Linked DNA regions of Rattus norvegicus: region 1 is linked to region 2. Evidence: chromatin contacts called from public Hi-C data. All regions are on one chromosome and are shown on one strand. Each heading gives the region's core, a stretch centred on a gene start, on an enhancer-like site or on the middle of the called end of the contact. The rest is flanking DNA. Distances are from core to core; before and after follow the strand shown. Region 1 overlaps Shank2 (SH3 and multiple ankyrin repeat domains 2). Region 2 holds the start of Dhcr7 (7-dehydrocholesterol reductase).

Region 1 (2,975 bases), core at 12-2,511, 180 kb after region 2:
ATGGCTTCTTCGGTCCAGAACCTAAGCCCACTGGATGGTTCTGCCCACAGTTAGGGTGTGTCTTTCCATCTCAGCAAACCTAATGTAGGAAGTCCCTCTTACACTTGCTCAGAAGTTTGTTTCCGTGATGATTCTAAGTCCCACCAAGTTGACCCTTAAGATAGACCATTGCACAGCCGTAACACCAGAGCCATGGTGCTCTGGTTGGGCAGGTAGAGCAGGCTGCTTCTCTGGAGAATTCTACAGGCCATGGGGCGAAGGGGTAGAGCTTTATAACAAGGCTCCTCTGAGGAGCTAGTAACTGATGCTGTCTGGCTCCCGTGTCGCTGACCCTTGCCTCCTCTACTCAGTTCAGTTTCTAGGGGGCTAGTGCTCTTCTTGACAAATTTGACTGCTGTCCTCCACGTTTCCCAGGAAGCGGCCCTCTATCCTGTACTGGGACCTTGACCTGCCTTTAAATACCTAAACAATGCCCTGAGGGCATTGGGAAGGAAAGGTCTTGCTGCTTTAAGGACCAACCAATTTCATACATTAGAGGCACAAAATGAACTACAAAAGAAAATCTCTCACCCTGTTGATTTGAGATTCCCTTAGGAAGGAGAACTCTGTGCATTTTAAACTAGAAATCGGTCTGTGAACCCCTGAGATTTTTGAATTGATCCCAAACGCATTGTAGCCATTGCCTGGACTGTTTTATCCGTATCTTTCCTCAAAGGTCACCTTTTGTGCCCCAGTACATGAATGAGTATGAAACTGTGCCCCTTCCATGAGGGGCGTTAGGTGACAAATAAGCCAGTTCTGGGTTTTAGATGTTCCTAGAATGCTCTAGTAGCAAAATGCTTCTTCTTTGTAGAAATTCTTTTTTTTCCGTATTAGAAGCTGTCCAGCAGGGCTGATGCAAGAGGCCCGCAACGAGGGTTGACCCTTCCTGGCCTGGGAGGTTACAGCTCTGTGTGTGCTTCTGAGCATAGCTGTACCAAAGGCAACTGCCCAGGGTAGCACAAAGCCACCCTCCCTCTCTGCGTCACCCTGCCTGCTTCCTGTTTCTGAGCAGACCTATTTTGCAATCTGGTCCTGAGGAGATCCAGGGACCAAAGACTGTTCCCGCTCCCCAGAATGAAGCCAGACAAAATGCAAGGCCTCCTATTCTGTTTGAGCATGGGCTACATGACGAATGGGTGTTTAGTGTAAGTGTGCCCTGGGTAGCCAGCAGGATGTCCACAGAGCAACTTCTGTTTCCTACTTACCTGAAAGTGAATGTGCCCAGTTGTCCTCTGCCCTGCCCGGGAGTTAATCATTAATGTTTCCCCGGGGCCCCTGTCAGGTGGCCAGTTGTCTGCTGTTCCCATGGAGCTGCACCACATTCCTTATTAGGGTCATGACCCTCCAGGTCAGGTCTCTGGCCTTGGGATCTCAGGACCCTGCTGCAGAGAACCTTGCAGCTGATTTTCCTCCAATCATCCCACTTCCAGACCCAGCCTTGGGCCTCTTTGGACCTGTCTGGTGGAGCCCTTCTTATTAGGTACCTGCCTGTTTAGTCATGTCTTCTCAAAGTCAACATGAGGGTACGTTATGGGGTGTCTTTGTGGATGAAGAGGTTGCTGGTAATGGCTTGGATTGGGGAGCCTCACCTCATTGTCCTCCCTGCCTTGGTCTGTCAGCTCTGTTCTTGGAACCAGGCTATGGCTTGCTCCCAACATCCCCTACTCCCATTATCCCCCCTTTATTATGGAAAGAAGATGGGGGTGGGGCGTTAAGCTCACCTCAGAGTTCTGGTTTATGTCTACCTTGCAGCAATCAAGCATTTAAAACAGTACATTTCCAATATCAATACTTGTCACGTCTGCCCAAATCTGACCTGAGCCATCCCCACAGGCCTGGGACTCTGGGCTCTGTCCCCACTTGCTGGTAGTAGCTGGAGTTGACACTCCACTGCGGGCAGATTCAGGACCCATGCTCTGTCCATCTCTCCCTCACTGCATCCTGCCAGCTCCACAGCCTTGCTCCTGTCTGACTGTGTCCATCGAATGCCCACCGTATCCCAGATGATGGATGGACAGCAGCAGATGAGACACATTGAAGAACCAGTTGCCACAGGCATGTGGGTTCATCTGGGAGCTGTGAGGCAGAGAACTTTTGAGAGAGCTGGTCAGAGGCCAGAGGTTGGGTCTGATGGGGGAGGGAACCAGGGTTGTGGGGAGGGTTTGAGATGGACACAGGTATTTGCTTCAAGCTGTTGGATGCGGTTTCAGGCAGCTGAGAGGGGAACACACATAAAAGGGGCTTCTGGTGCGCTGCCTTCCTCTCCACCTTCCAGGGCAGGACTTCTGAGGACTGGAAAATCTCATTTGCTCCAGGCTTGGACAAAGCTGGTCTGGGCTATCAGTCTTCAATGGGAGCTTGTTCCCCAAGGCTGACTGGGAGTGGTGCTGCGTGCTGTGTGCTGTGTGCTGCATGCTGTGTGCTGTGTGTGCTGTGTGCTGTGTGCTGTGTGCTATGTGCTGTGTGCTGTGTGCTGTGTGCTGTGTGCTGGGGCCAAGGACGAGTGATCCCTTCATGGGGAGCCAATGGAACATCGCTCCGTCTCACTGCTCAGTGTAAGCTTCTGCCTTTGACCTGTTCCTGGACTCCCAGGAACCCAGCCGCAGTCATTGCTCATCCACCACATCTATCTATGCCAGGCCTGTCTTCTTTCTCTGTCCCTGCTGGGATTGAAAGTGGGGCAGCCTCAGGAGCTGGAACCACTGGGGCCAAACTAACACCTGTCAGTACAAAGGACTCTGTGAGATAGAACATGAAGGGCCCGACCTCCCCCAGACATGATAGATTTCTTCTTGCAGCCCAACACAAGTTGTTTTAGAGATAGCCTGCCTACTTGCTCATCCTCAGAGAGGCCCTGGGTGTCCATTCTAGCAGGCTGTGTGGCTGCGGGGCGGGTCCCTTGGTGGTAGCATCTGAGCAGGCTGGCTGCATGG
Region 2 (3,201 bases), core at 664-3,163:
TACACTGCTCATAGATGGGACCCTAGAACACAGGGTCAGTAAGGAAAAAAACCAACCACTTGTCTATCCTGATAAAAGTAAGTCAGTGGTTTGGGACTGGCAAGATGGTGCAGTAGGTAAAGTGCTTTCAGTGTAAACCTGGCTGCCTGGGTTCAATCCCTGAAACTTAAAGACAGAGAGAGAAAACCAACTACACAAAGTTGTTCTCTGACATCCACGCATGGCTCACAGCGTGTGCACCTGTCCACCTGCCCAAACCCCGCCCCCCCATACACACAATGAAGACACACTGTATAGCAGTGGTTCTCAACCTCTGGGCTGCAACCCCTTTGAGGATGCATTTCAGATATTTTGCATATCAGATATTGACATTGCCATTCATAACAGTATCGAAATTACAGTTCTTCAGTAGCAGCAAGATCGTTTTATGGTTGGGGGTCACCACAGTATGAGGAACTGTAATTGAAGGGTCACAGCATGAGGAAGGTTGAGAAGCACTGCACCATAGTAACAAATGTTTGTTTTTTTTTTCTTGTTTGTCAAGACAGAGTTTCTCTGTGTAGCTTTGTCTGTCCTGTAACTTGCTCTGTAGATCAGGCTGGCCTCGAACTCATAGAGGTCTGCCTCTCTTTGCCTCCTGATTGCTGGGATTGAAGGCATGTGCCACCCACCATTGCCCGGCAGAAATTTTTAAAATTTTTGAAAAGTTAAAAGAGCTGAATTTTTGATAAAAGACCATCAGCTAATACGTTTAATACGTTTGGAGGAATGCTGAAATCAAGCCAACTGTTCCTACCAAGAAGTAGGCCATGTCCCAAGTGTCCTCAAAGAATGCTAAGTCACCAGGGCCAAAGGTTGTTTGGAAACATTGTATTTACCAGTCTCAAAATAACACTACCTTCATTTACTTATTAATCAAGAGCAAGACAGGGACAGAAGAAACGGCTCAGGGATTAAGAGTACTTACTGACTTACCTTGAAGAAGATCCAGGCTCAATTCCTAGTAACCATGTGCCAGTTCATAACTCCAGTTCCAGGGAGTAACCATGCATTATGTATGTATGATGTATGTATGTATGTATGTATGTATGTATGTATGTATGCATGCATGCATGCATGCATGTTGAGAGCGCTGGATGCCTTGGGAATGGAAATACCGATGGCTGAGTAACCATGTGGGTGCTGGGGCTTGAACCCTGGTCACCTGAAGAGCAGCCAATACTCTTAGCTGCTGAGCCATCTCTCCAGTCCCGACCGTATATTCTGTATAACCTATTACTCTAGTCAAATGTGTACCCTGACTGGATCCCGGGGTTTGGAGAAAAAGAGCAATAAAGGACATTGTTGGGCAGCTGATGCACCAGCACGTGGACAGTAGCTAACAGTGCTGAAGTCACATCCATTACCAGTTTGTTTCATTGTGGTTGCAGAGGAGACTCTCGCCAGGAGAGGGCGACTAGCGACTGTAACTAACGAATGTCAGGTGGCGCGGAGGAAAGAGTTGAGAATGAAACTATCCAAAGCTGCTTTGTTAAGGCTCAGCTGACAGGAATGCGGGCTGGGCTTTCCCCAAATACCCTTTGGGGCACGAAGGTGTGACTGAGTCCTGCCCACCAGAGGACCCGTTTGGCTGTCATACTAGGGCCACATTCACAGTCTGCTAGAGGCCTCTTCCTTGCGGGACTGGTCTGGTCCTGCCTCGCGGTCTCGGCAGTATCTGTTGTCCCGTGCAGGAGATGCTCTCCTTCAGGAAGGAGTTCTGCAGCAGGGTAAACTGAGGCACGGGAGGAGCAGGATCGGAGCTTGCGTGGCAGAATCCACAATTGTATCCTTCTTCCCCCAAAGCAGAATCGGACCCAAGTCCCCAGGGGCGTGGGCGGGGCGGGGCTGGCCCTGCTGTCAATCTCAAGACTGCCGCCGCCGACTGGAGGGCCCGGTGGGCTCCGAGTCAGCTCACTGCCTTCACCAATCACAGGGCGCGGCTCACGAAATCCACTTCGGATTGGTAGTCTGTGACCTCACGTCACCTGGGGGCGGTGCTTCAGGCAGACACTTAGGGCGCTGCTGGAGCTCGTGAATCAACCGCCCGGATCCCGCACGCAGGTGAGGTTTTGTGTGCACGGACCGGGCTATAGTACAGGAGAAGGACTGTGCGCACAGACGTGGGAGGTGGGGGGGAGGGGATCGTCGAGAGTGCAGAAGCGTGGGCCATATGTACAAAAAAAGAGAATGAGTATTCAGGAAGGAGGCAGTTTGTGAGATTGGGCGGGGGTGGGAGGAGATATGTATGTAAATGAGGGTATGCGCGTTTGCACAGGTTTTAGGTAGATTGGCGAACAGATGTGCAGATTTAGAGGCGTGTGCACCGGAGCGAGGGTTGTGTGCTCTGGTTTGGGGAGATGTATGCTGAGGGAGGGGGTCTGAATGCCGGGTAGGAGGGGAGATGCTTTGCCCAGATGGTCCAGGTGCACCTGTGATCAGGTGTGGAGGTGGACTTTGCTTAGCTGGGGCCTGTGGCCAGGAGAGCAGCCATCTGCTGTGGGATGAGGGTCCAGCTCCCTGAGAGACCTTTGAATGCTCAGGTATAGAGGGGCAAGTATAAACTCACCCCTTGGCATATACAGCCAGGAGAATCTCTTCACTGGATTTGAGTGATTCGATTTATTCTCTCAGGAGATAGATGGATTGCCCACTGGCATGAGGATCATGGGAAGCTCTAGGCATACCTGACCTCCCCAGTTTGTGGAGAGTCCCCTGTCCCCCTAAAGATCAGGATGGTGTTCAGAGGAAGAATTCCAAACGGCAGAACATCTTTAATTTTTGAGCTACTTCTGATAGAATCTTTTTGAAACGGTTCTTTCTAGCCCTGGGTGCCAGAGCTTCTGATTTCTTTGGTGATTTTCGGTGGGTGTGACGTAAGTTTACATGTCTATACAGAGCATTGCAGGAGGTTCTTTTGTCTGCCAGCTGCCACGGCCCCAAGTATTTCCCAGGATAAATTCCCATCGGTACACATAGGGGGACGTGCTTCTCGCCATGCACCCATTTCTGGGATTTCCTACCTTTTCATCTTGACATCCAACCCGAGGCTAACAGATTTCCAGATTGGACACCCTACTGCTTCTGGAATATTCCATCAACATAGATGCTTTTCTGTATGGAAGATCCCTGGAATCTGATATGCAGAGTTAGCCATGTTAT

What was found. A called contact is a pair of places that touch in the nucleus more often than the background predicts.
Region 1: a Hi-C map of liver shows a contact between it and region 2, with 2.1 times the contacts expected there. The contact joins the enhancer-like site here to the promoter of Dhcr7 in region 2. A contact is called at or near these places in 2 of 12 Hi-C or Micro-C datasets (kidney and liver).

The regions. Positions count from the first base shown.
Region 1 is chr1:208,619,525-208,622,499 of GRCr8, forward strand. The region is part of intron 1 of Shank2 (SH3 and multiple ankyrin repeat domains 2); the gene reads left to right. Among named protein-coding and RNA genes, the nearest start is that of Shank2, 22 kb to the left of the region's middle. Within about 2 kb of position 1,262, at least 7 of the 93 cell types and tissues checked have an H3K27ac peak or open chromatin away from gene starts, as enhancers often do. A contact at or near this core is called in kidney and liver, where this site is marked.
Region 2 is chr1:208,442,521-208,445,721 of GRCr8, forward strand. Dhcr7 (7-dehydrocholesterol reductase) reads left to right here and starts at 1,914. Exons shown (of 9, transcript NM_022389.3): 1 at 1,914-2,103.